Linked DNA regions of Mus musculus: regions 2 and 3 are each linked to region 1. A link is a contact called in public HiChIP or PLAC-seq data. All regions are on one chromosome and are shown on one strand. The core of a region is the stretch at or near the end of the contact, and the rest is flanking DNA. Distances in the headings are between cores, read along the strand shown. Region 1 overlaps Srp68 (signal recognition particle 68). Region 2 holds the start of Fbf1 (Fas (TNFRSF6) binding factor 1). Region 3 holds the start of Trim65 (tripartite motif-containing 65).

The links. HiChIP or PLAC-seq counts read pairs in DNA pulled down with a chosen protein or histone mark.
Region 2: a contact with region 1 is called in an HNF4G HiChIP or PLAC-seq map of pancreatic cancer cells. The contact joins the promoter of Fbf1 here to the enhancer-like site in region 1. A contact is called at or near these places in 2 of 39 promoter capture datasets (3T3-L1-derived adipocytes and embryonic stem cells), 4 of 484 Hi-C or Micro-C datasets (female germline stem cell-derived STRA8 germ cells, germline stem cells, granulocyte-monocyte progenitors and 1 more), 2 of 115 datasets of contacts at active chromatin or transcription factors (embryonic stem cells and pancreatic cancer cells) and 3 of 9 other capture datasets (adipose tissue, liver and pancreatic islet).
Region 3: an HNF4G HiChIP or PLAC-seq map of pancreatic cancer cells shows a contact between it and region 1. The contact joins the promoter of Trim65 here to the enhancer-like site in region 1. A contact is called at or near these places in 7 of 39 promoter capture datasets (the C10 cell line, the SN4741 cell line, cranial neural crest and 2 more), 1 of 484 Hi-C or Micro-C datasets (bone marrow-derived macrophages), 6 of 115 datasets of contacts at active chromatin or transcription factors (CD8 T cells, the SCID.adh cell line, embryonic forebrain and 3 more) and 2 of 9 other capture datasets (adipose tissue and pancreatic islet).

Annotation. Positions count from the first base shown.
Region 1 is chr11:116,253,281-116,256,629 of GRCm38.p6, reverse strand. It overlaps Srp68 (signal recognition particle 68), which reads left to right. Exons shown (of 16, transcript NM_146032.3): 9 at 2,230-2,328. Among named protein-coding and RNA genes, the nearest start is that of Evpl, 17 kb to the right of the region's middle. Within about 2 kb of position 1,844, at least 134 of the 459 cell types and tissues checked have an H3K27ac peak or open chromatin away from gene starts, as enhancers often do. A contact at or near this core is called in CD8 T cells, the SCID.adh cell line, the SN4741 cell line and 4 more, where this site is marked.
Region 2 is chr11:116,166,574-116,169,688 of GRCm38.p6, reverse strand. It overlaps Fbf1 (Fas (TNFRSF6) binding factor 1), which reads left to right and starts at 1,511. Exons shown (of 31, transcript NM_172571.3): 1 at 1,511-2,137; 2 at 2,461-2,556.
Region 3 is chr11:116,129,079-116,132,501 of GRCm38.p6, reverse strand. It overlaps Trim65 (tripartite motif-containing 65), which reads left to right and starts at 1,374. Exons shown (of 6, transcript NM_178802.4): 1 at 1,374-1,916. The coding sequence starts at 1,497. It overlaps Mrpl38 (mitochondrial ribosomal protein L38), which reads left to right. Exons shown (of 9, transcript NM_024177.3): 8 at 1-82; 9 at 372-685. The coding sequence ends at 508.

The sequences.
Region 1 (3,349 bases), core at 595-3,094:
CCAAACCCCCTTTCTTTATTTCCTTATCTTTTTTTCTTCTGAGCCTCTCTCTCAGGTTGGGTGAGACTTGGTTCCTATCCCCATGATTCTCCTGTGGGTGTGGTGGAGAGAGAATGTGGCCAGGCTTGCCTGTGTGTCTCTTAGTCACACACCACCATCTCCCCAAGATTCCTGTCAGCCAGTGAAAACAACCCAGCAGTGTCTATAATAGGGGGAGACACTGTGGTGCCGTGTCCCTGCACTGGCTGGCCCAGAGGAGTTCCGTTGATTGATTGAGATGAGCAGGCAGGTCATCATTTCCAAGCTCTAGACACTGCCATTGGCACACCGGGAACAGGGTCCAGTGGGCCACATGTTTCTATGCAGGGAGTGTGCCATTGAGTACTGGCTCGGTAGCAGATGTGGCAGGCTGGGATGTGGAGTGCAGTCCTGCCCCTGCATGTTGAAAGGCGTGTCTCCCTGTGGGAGTCACCTTGGCATCAAGTATAGGTTCTAGAGTAAATGAGAGCCGTAAATATATGAAGACTTCCTGTTTGGAGACATTTTGCCCTAGGCAGGAAGATCCGTGGCAAGTTCTCAGATACTGGTGGTCTCTGAGTCACTCAGCATTGTGGGTGGCACGTGGAAAACATCCCACTAAGTCCTTCCCGTCAGACATAACCTTTTCCTTGGTTGTTGTGGAATATCTTCATAAATCCTTACTGAGACATAGAATGTGGGGGAGCATCGGAAGTTTGTCTTCAGCGCTCTGGTGCCGAGGCGACCGCAGAGGCAGTGACGAGGCTTAGCGTTCTGGCATCCTTTGATTTTTTTTTTTTTTTTTTTTTTTTAATAGTAGAGAATAGAGTTTATTCAGGGCACTGTGAGGGGAGTTGAGGGGGTAGTAGAGACAGAAAGGCAGAGAGAGAGTAGAGGAGTAGAGGCCAGCTGTGAGCAGTGGAGGGGGATGGAGGAGGAGAGGAATGGAGGGGGGAGCAGGAGGAAGAAAACAGAGAGCAAGAAGCCAAGAGTGCATCCTCTGATTTTAAATGTGAACTTTTCCTACCGATAGGAGGGAAGACAGATCCTCATTTACTGCCCACGGCCAGACAGCTCAGCCCCGCCCACCTGAAGCAGTGCTGCTGCGGATTTGTGGGTTCTAGGGCTGACCCTTTCTGCGGTGGCTCCACAGGGGTTTACCTGTCTTACTCGGTTTTCACAGTTCCACTGGAACCTCAGAGTCTGATTCGGTGAGGAAAGGGAGTCTTCTCTGGAGTCACAGCAGACAGGACAGCACCTTGCTGTGTTTGTTCTATGTAATGTACCATGGTCCCAGCAGTCCACACTGATGCCCGCTGCATGGCCGACCTCGGCTAGAGCAGCTGTCCATCCTGACGTCTGTTGGACAGCAGGCACTGCTCTGGTGGGAAGTGAGCTAGCTGATGGGGTGGTGTTTGCCTTCAGGGTACCGGAGGCCATGGTCCTGATTTGTTTCCCAAGTTAGTAAGGGACAGGAAAGTCAGGTGGCCCGTAAGTGGCAGCGTCTGTGTGGTATGTATGGGGCAATTTACAGTTATTTCCTTACACTAGAATGTAGGGAAAACACAAGAGATCTTCAGAAATTTTTATCTGGGCTCCTTCTCCTCTCACAGGAGTGGAGGGTGTTCTGGGCGGGCTTCTGTGGTCCTGAGAGGCCAGTTGAAGGCTGGTGTTTTTCAGGCTGCCTGTTAGTTCTGTGGAAAGTCAAACATGACCGTGGAATGCTAACGCTTTCACTTCAGTGGGTCTGCTCGCCGGTGGCACAGGGCCATCTGCTTCCTGCCTTTTGTGGCTTCCCTGCTCAGTCAGGTTCTTTCGGTTGGAAACATGGTGTGGCAGGCATTCAGTTAATGAGTCACTTTGTGGTTTATCGAGCAGTGTAGTGAGGGTGACACCTAGTACTGGGCGAATACTGTCGCCTCTTTCTTGTCAACCATTTCTGCCCAGAAGTTGTTCTCAAAGAGTTGGCCATGTACAACAATGGACCCAGAATGTCTAGAGAAGACAATTTAGTCTTATATTTAGGAGAAATATCTTCTTGGTTGGATATTGATTAGAAATTTCTGTCTTTTGCTCGAATCTGAAAGAAACCAGAAACTGCAGGTTGGCTCAGATTGTAAAGGTTTGCATACGGCACCTCTGAGCCATGCGATGCCGTGCCTCCTCCAATCTGCTCAAAACAGTCTCTTGCTCCATTTTGCCACTGTGTAGGCTGAAAGTGAAGAAACGAAGGAGCGTCTGTTCGAGTCCATGCTGAGTGAGTGCCGAGACGCCCTCCAAGCCGTGAGGGAAGAGCTCAAGCCCGATCAGGTCAGCCCATCTCCTGTCCTCCCCCAGTCTGAGCTGTCCTCGGGGTGCTCCCAGGGGTCATCACTGGGCCTTGGGCCATTTGTAGATGTGATCAGCTTGTAAGCAGTAGAGGCCTCTGGGCTCCGGTTCACACTTCATACTTCATTCTCTGGCCATTCTTGAGTCATCCAGTGGTCTCAGCCCCTTGTCTCCAGGGGCACCGCCTTTCCTAATGGTGCCTTACTGAGGTCCTTCCCACTTTATACCACACCCTAGAGTCTCCCTCCCTCGTGTGTGTCCCCTACAGATGATCCCACTACCTCAGCCTGTGGAGGGCTGGGATTTTTTTTTTTAAAGATTTATTTATTTATTATATGTAAGTACACTGTAGCTGTCTTCAGACACACCAGAAGAGGATGTCAGATCTCATTACAGATGGCTGTGAGCCACCATGTGGTTGCTGGGATTTGAACTCGGGACCTTCGGAAGAGCAGTCAGTGCTCTTACCCGCTGAGCCATCTCTCCAGCTCCTGAGAGCTGGGTTTACAGAAGCTGAAGCCATGACTAGTTTCTACCTGTTCTTAAGTAGCATTTTAACGTAGACTGAGATGGCTCTAAAGGTGAGGTGGTGCACACCTGTAGTTGTAACATTCTGTAGACAGAGGCAGGAGGACTGCAGTTTAGTAATTGAAAAACACTTAAATATTCCCACCCAGAGTCTCTTCTACCACATGCAGTAACATCTCCATGGATGCTGGAGGTCAAGGATGTGGGTGGCTTAGGGTACTGGTCACACCAGGCATACAGGGATGGTAGAATTTGGGTCTACAGCAGGGAGGCTATGGTCTCAGAGCCGACAGTGGAGCTGTGGTCTCGCTGCTTTTTTTGTTTTGTGGTTCACTGCACATTGAACCTAGGACTTTGTGCATGCTGGGAATGTCTTGTGGGTTTTTAAAAAAACTAGTTTAAGCCAAGATCTCACTAAGTTCCCAGACTGTAATTAAACTCAGGCTCTTCCTGTCTCAGTCGCCTATAGCCAAAA
Region 2 (3,115 bases), core at 262-2,761, 87 kb after region 1:
AACCTGTGTCCCTCTTATGTGATGTCCCTGAGAGAACCTGTGTCCCTTTTATGTGATGTCCCTGAGAGAACCTGTGTCCCTTTTATGTGGTGTCCCTGAGAGAACCTGTGTCCCTCTTATGTGATGTCCCTGAGAGAACCTGTGTCCCTTTTATGTGATATCCCTGAGAGAACCTGTGTCCCTCTTATGTTATGTCCCTGAGAGAACCTGTGTCCCTTTTATGTGGTGTCCCTGAGAGAACCTGTGTCCCTTTTAGGCAGCACTGCTTGATTAGCTTCCGGCCGACATCATCCGTGGTATGGTTGCTTTCTCCTGAGTCTGTTCCATTTCCCTCCTACAAACTGTATACAAGATTCTCCCTCCCCTCCTCTTCCACCTCCTCCTCCTCCTCTTCCTCCCCCTTCCTCCTCTTCCTCCTCTTCCTCCCCTCTCCTCCTCCTCCTCTTCCTTCCCCTCCTCCTCCTCCTTTCTCCCCCTCCTCTTCCTCCTCCTCTTCTTCCTCCCCCTCCTCTCCCTCCTCCTCCCCCTCCTTGTCCTCCTCCTCCTCTTCCTTCTCCTCCTCTTCTTCCTTCTTCTCTTCCTCCTCCTCTTCCTTCTCTTCTTCCTCCTCTTCCTTCTTCCTTCTCCTCTCTTTCCTTGTAAGACAGGTGTATTAGCTGATTTTGTGTATAACCTGACACACCCTAGAGTCATCAGAGAGGAAAAAGCATCAGATGAGTAATTGCCTTCATGAGATCCAGCTGTAAAGCATTTTCTCAATTAGTGATCAATGGGGGAGGGCCTAGCCCATGGTGAGTGGTGCCATCCCTGGGCTGGTAGTCTTGGGTTCAAGGCACTAAGTTCTTTTCTATAAGAACACATGAAGTTGGGGAGGAAACAGCTATGGGAAGATTTGGAGCAGGTACAATAGTACAATGGAGGGTGGACTCGATCTAAACATCAGCACATATAAAACAATTTTTTAAAATTAAATTTGTAGAGAGTTGGAGCATCTGTGTTGGCAGAGCACCACCTTGCCTCTGGCTAGAGATTTATTTACTCCTTCTTTGGATTGCACCTAAGAAAGTGTGTTGTGTTAATTCCGAGACACTATTATGTAGCTGGTCTCAACAGCCAGTTTTGACCTAGGAAATTGACAATCTAGGTCTAGCCTAGGTTTCAAACGCTATGATTCTGGGCGTGGCATGTCCACTGTGTGCCTTTGTTGATAGTTTTGGGTCTTCTGACAGAGCAGCTTTGACCTTATGATTGATCAAGAAGAAGATCATGGTCACCAATTAGCCCTCCGAACTTGAGGAACTCCCTTGCACCTAGTCGGGAGATGCTTTCCCCGCGCTTCACGGGAGTGACGTTGAGACAGCTCCTAGCAACTCGCGGAGCATCCAACAGACGCCTTGCCCCCGCTGCGGGGCACGCTGGGAGATGTAGTCCTTCCGGTCAAGTCCTGTGGTTCGGCCCGCTAGTGAACGGGCGACGGACTACAGTTCCTAGAATCCTCCACGCCACCGTCTATTTGAGGCCAGAGGCTGCGAGGTGGGACTGTCGCCGGCGGAGAGGTGGTAGGCCTGGCCGAACGGAGCGCACTGAGTGGAGTCGGAACCCTGGGATCTGGTTGGGCTTGGTTTCCGTGGCCTTGTTTCTGAAAGGACAGCTCTTAACAGGGCCCCTAGGGACTAGGGAGAAGCTCGGCTGTGTCTGGATTCAGACGGGATGGGCGCGCGGGGGATGGAACATTGAGAGGCACAATGCCTGGCCTGGCGCTACACTCCGGGACCCGCTGTGGCTGAGGGGCGGGCTCGCGGATTTTAAAATGCCTTCATGGAGTTGGTTGAATATGTGAAGACGTGACAATATTCTGGAACACTTTGGCCATTACAAGCTGCCCCTAGAAAATGTACCCCCGGCCCTGTCTGGGAAGCTGCGACGGAATGCATAGGAGATAGCAGAAATTCTTTGATGTGATATGAGCGAAAACGCGTTTGGACTTGTAGATCGCTAAAGTTGCCATTGCACAGGAGAAACACAAGCATTCCCCTGTGTCCACAACCCCAGATACACTTTGCATTTTAATAAGAGACTAGGCACACCGAGAAGACAGATGAGCGCCCCAGCTGCCTTTCTTCCTAGGCACGTGAAGGTGGGTTTGGGTGAAGTGTAAGAGACAAAGAGGAGGTAGGAAATGCTGAGAAATTCTGTTCCCTGTATGAAATGTTTATCATATGTGAACTCACTGTCAGGCTTTGTGCTAGATGCAGCCTATAGAGAGTTTCCTGGCAAGGGATTTGAGTCCGGATGTGGTTTCTCTTTCCAAATGGCTCCACTTGTCACCACTTCCAGGGTAAAGGATATGGTCTACTTTTAAAATACTCTCCAAGCCAAGGAAAGGCCGATAAGTGAATAAGGAATCCTCATGTATTCTCTCTCCCTCCCACCCCTCCCCCAATCTGTTTCTTGCGGCAGGAGCTTACCCTAGCCCAAGAATTCACTATATATATCATTCAAGCTGGCCCCTAACTCAGCAATCCTGCTTCAGCCTCCCAAGTGCTGGGATTGCAGGTATGAAGCACTGCCTAACTTTTTCTTCTTTTTAAAATTTTAATTTTATGCGTATGGGTGTTTTGTCTGTGTGTCTGTCTGTGCACCACATGCATGTCTGGGCAATCAAAAAACACATCGATCCATTCATCTGTCCCCGATGGGAGTGACAGTTTGTAAGCCCCTATGGGTACTGGGGATCCAGTCCAGCTCAAATACTCATCTCTGTCTCTTTTGATTTGTTTGTCAGGGTTTTTCGGTGTAGCTCTGGCTGTCCTAGCAGTCACTCTGTAGACCAGGCTGGCCTCAAACCCAGAAATCCACTTGCCTCTGCCTCCTAAGTGCTACCACCTCCAGACTGCTTTTTCTATTACATACCTCAGGTTGGCCTAGAACTTGTGATTTTCCTGCCAAGTTCTAGGGTTGCCGCTAAGTGTGTATGATCATACCCACCTCAGGAATTCTTTTTGAACTTTACTTACTCATCTGGCGTAGTGGAGCACACACGCACATGGAGGTAAAAGGAAGACTTGCAGGAGTCAATTCTCTACCTCCATAATGCGTGTCCTGGGCTATCCAA
Region 3 (3,423 bases), core at 125-2,624, 120 kb after region 1:
GAAGCCATGACTCCAGCCGGTCTGGCTTTTTTCCAGTGCCGCTGGGATGACTCTGTCACCCACACCTTCCACCAGCTTCTAGGTAAGGGCTTAGTGGTCAGGCAGGCCTGGGGATAAAGACCTTTCCTGCCATGCCAGGAGATGGCCTTTGAAAGCCAGGGTGAGCCGGGCGGTGGTGGCGCATGCCTTTAATCCCAGCACTCGGGAGGCAGAGGCAGGCGGATTTCTGAGTTCCAGGACAGCCAGGGATACACAGAGAAACCCTGTCTCGAAAAACCCAAAAAAGTCCCTGGCAGAACTCCAGCCTCACAGGCAAGGAAGGAGGCCCAGGTCAGCAGAAGTCCACCACTCTCCCCTTACTTTTCTTGCAGACATGCGGGAACCTGTGTTTGAATTTGTACGGCCACCCCCTTACCACCCCAAACAGAAGCGCTTCCCCCACGAGCAGCCCCTACGCTATCTGGACCGATACAGGGACAGTCATGAGCCCACCTATGGAATCTACTGAGAGACTCAGTACATTCATCTCCGAGGGGGAACTGTCGCAGCAGCTGGAAGGTCACACCTCCGGAGAGAGCCATCTGAAGCCAACTGAGACAGTCCCATGCTGGCCTCTCCCAGGACACCCAGGGGCTTGTGGATGTGCCTCGATTCTATGTGAATAAAATACTTTTTTCCTGATGCCAATATGTCTTCACTTTCGGGCACCCAGACCCTTTTAGTGAAGCTTTAGTGCTCTGTGGGTGAGCAGAAGGTGCCCAGCAGCCCGGTAGCTGGGGGTACACATGAAAAGTGAACCTTTGCCCAGCCTGTGATCTTTGTGAAAGACAGCCCCGGGATCAGAACCTCCTCGAGGAGAAAGTCCTGCCCCTGTCAGACCTAGCAACAGATTGCTTGTTACCTTAGCATATTTCAGCCCCCACCAAGGCCTGGAGCCCCCACTGTGAGGCTAGAGGCCTAGAAACAAATCAGTTCTGCCTACTCCATTAGGAGTGATCTCTGATTCATACTGCCTTTGGGGACCCTGGAACTCCCATCTGCTCTGCTCAGCTGTAGAGGAGATGACAGTAGCCTGTCTTAGGGTTTTACTGCTGTGAACAGACACCATGCCCTGGGCCTTTAATCCCAGCACTCAGGAGGCAGAGACAGACGGATTTCTGAGTTCGAGGCCAGCCTGGTCTACAAAGTGAGTTCCAGGACAGCCAGGGCTACACAGAGAAACCCTGTCTCGAAACCCTCCCACCCACTCCTCCCCCCCAAAAAAGAGTCTAGGGAAGGAACACAAATAGTCAGGGTGGACCGGAGGGAGCCGCGCCCCAGCTCCCAGTGCGTCAGAAGGCGGGCAAGCAAGGGTGACTTGGATCCCTGCCAAGGAACGTTCTAGTGCACCAGGCTGCGCACTGCCGCGACTTCCTGGACTGTCTTCCCCAACGTAGTGCTCGCACTGGTAGCCTCGGCCCCTTTAAGAGATCTGAGCACTGGGCCTCGCTTCCGCCATGGCCGCTCAGTTGCTGGAGGAGGACGTGGTGACTTGCTCCATCTGCTTAGGTCGCTACCGGGACCCGGTGACGCTGCCCTGCGGGCACAGCTTCTGCGGGAACTGCATCCAGGATTCATGGCGTTCCTGCGAAAAGTCGTGTCCGGAATGTCGCCAGCCCTTCCCCGAGGGCGCCAAGCTGTCCCGCAACGTGAAGATGAGCACCTTGCTGCAGGCGCTGCCCGTTCTGCCGGCGCCGCCCGCCGTGACTCCGCGCCGGGACTCCGCCACAAGCCACAGCGCTCGCTGCCTGCGCCACGGGAGGCCGCTCGAGTTCTTCTGTCGCACGGAGGGCCTCTGCGTGTGCAGCGCGTGCACGGTGCACGACTGCAGCCACCACGAGCGGGCGCTGCTGGACGTGGAGCGCCGCGTGCGCGAGGTGCGGGAAGGGCCTCTCCGAGGGCCGAAACTGCTTGTGGCCAGGGCCAGGGGCTGCAGCAGGATCTGCGGGTTCCCATATGAACCCAGAGGGCACGTGCACCTGACTGCTGCACGCAGCTCTCCCCAGGTCCTCTGAATAAAGTAGAGCCAGAGTGTTAGGTCAGGGCTGGCAGCCCCATTCGCTAAGGTGGCCAGCATTCAGTAAGTGTGATTTCTGCCCTTCAGAGACTGAAGGATCTACTCAAGGGTCAGATAGAGTCTCAGCAAAACGTGAATGTAGAGTCAGCAGGGCCAGTCTGCATGGTGGTCGTGACTCTTCCTCTAGGGATGTGCAGTGCCTTTCCAAGCTGAGACAGGGTGATGATGTCATCAGATTTCTGCTTTCTGGAGTCTGAGCCCCAGCTGGGGTGTGGAGGGGGTAAGAGATGAGGGGTAAGAGGAAGGAGGTCTCAGCTGCAAAACAAAAGAAATGAGAAGTGAGTGGGAGCCCGGTGCCCAGTGGAGAGAGTAAGACGCAGGACAAGGGTTTCTTCGGGAGACCGGGCTGCTGTGTGCTGAGGTTGGGTAGAGAGTAGCTGGTTTGGGATATGCAGTGTGTGGGGTACACAGACAGGGGTGGGGGCACAGACATCTACTGAGAGCTGGGAAGAGATGCGGACAGTGAAGTGAAAGAAGTCGCTATGGTATCCCTAGAAGGAGTGGAAATTTGTTGGGCAGGGGATTACATCCTGACAAAGCTGTAGAGATGGCGGCCAGGGCACAAGCAGTTACAGGAGGGAGAGTTCTCCAGGTGCCCCAGGCTGCTGAGAGGTTTTAGTTAAAGGCAAAAGTGACCACGGAATTGGTACCATGGTGGCCTATGTCCTTGCCCATGGCCATCACAGCCAAGAAGTGAGGCTGAGATTACCAGGGATGAGACGGAGGAGATGGAGCGAGAGGACCAGGACTGTAGTGCATGGACCGAGAGGCCGTGGACAGGGAGTGGAGGAGTGACTGGACGGGGACAGGGACAGGGACAGGGATGGGAAGGGAGGGAGCTGAGTGGCTGTGGAAGACTAGCACAGGCAGGCTGAAACCAACGAGGGAAGGAAAGCTGGGTTAAGGATACATGCTTGGGGCATTTTGGTGCTGGTGACAGGGCCAGGGTGAGGTCAAAGGGTGAGTGGCAGAGACTTGAAGGGTGAGCCCTGCAGCTTCTGAAGCCCCAAGGGGTAAGGCTGAGGCACTGCTGCCCCTGACAAGTGTAGGAAAGACCCAGCTGGGTATGGAGGTTAGAGGCTCTCAGCACAGAGGCTCAGGTGGCTCATGCTCCGGGGGACAGAGTTGTGCTCGAGAGGAGAGAGGATGTGAGACCTAGAGTGCTCAAGGGCCAGGGAGGCTGGCACACACAGTGGCAAACAAGAGACCCTGTCTCAAGGTACAGGGTACAGACTGAGATGTCTGAGGTTGCCCCTCTGACCTTCACATGTGCATCTTGGCATGTATGCATGGACCCACACTTACAT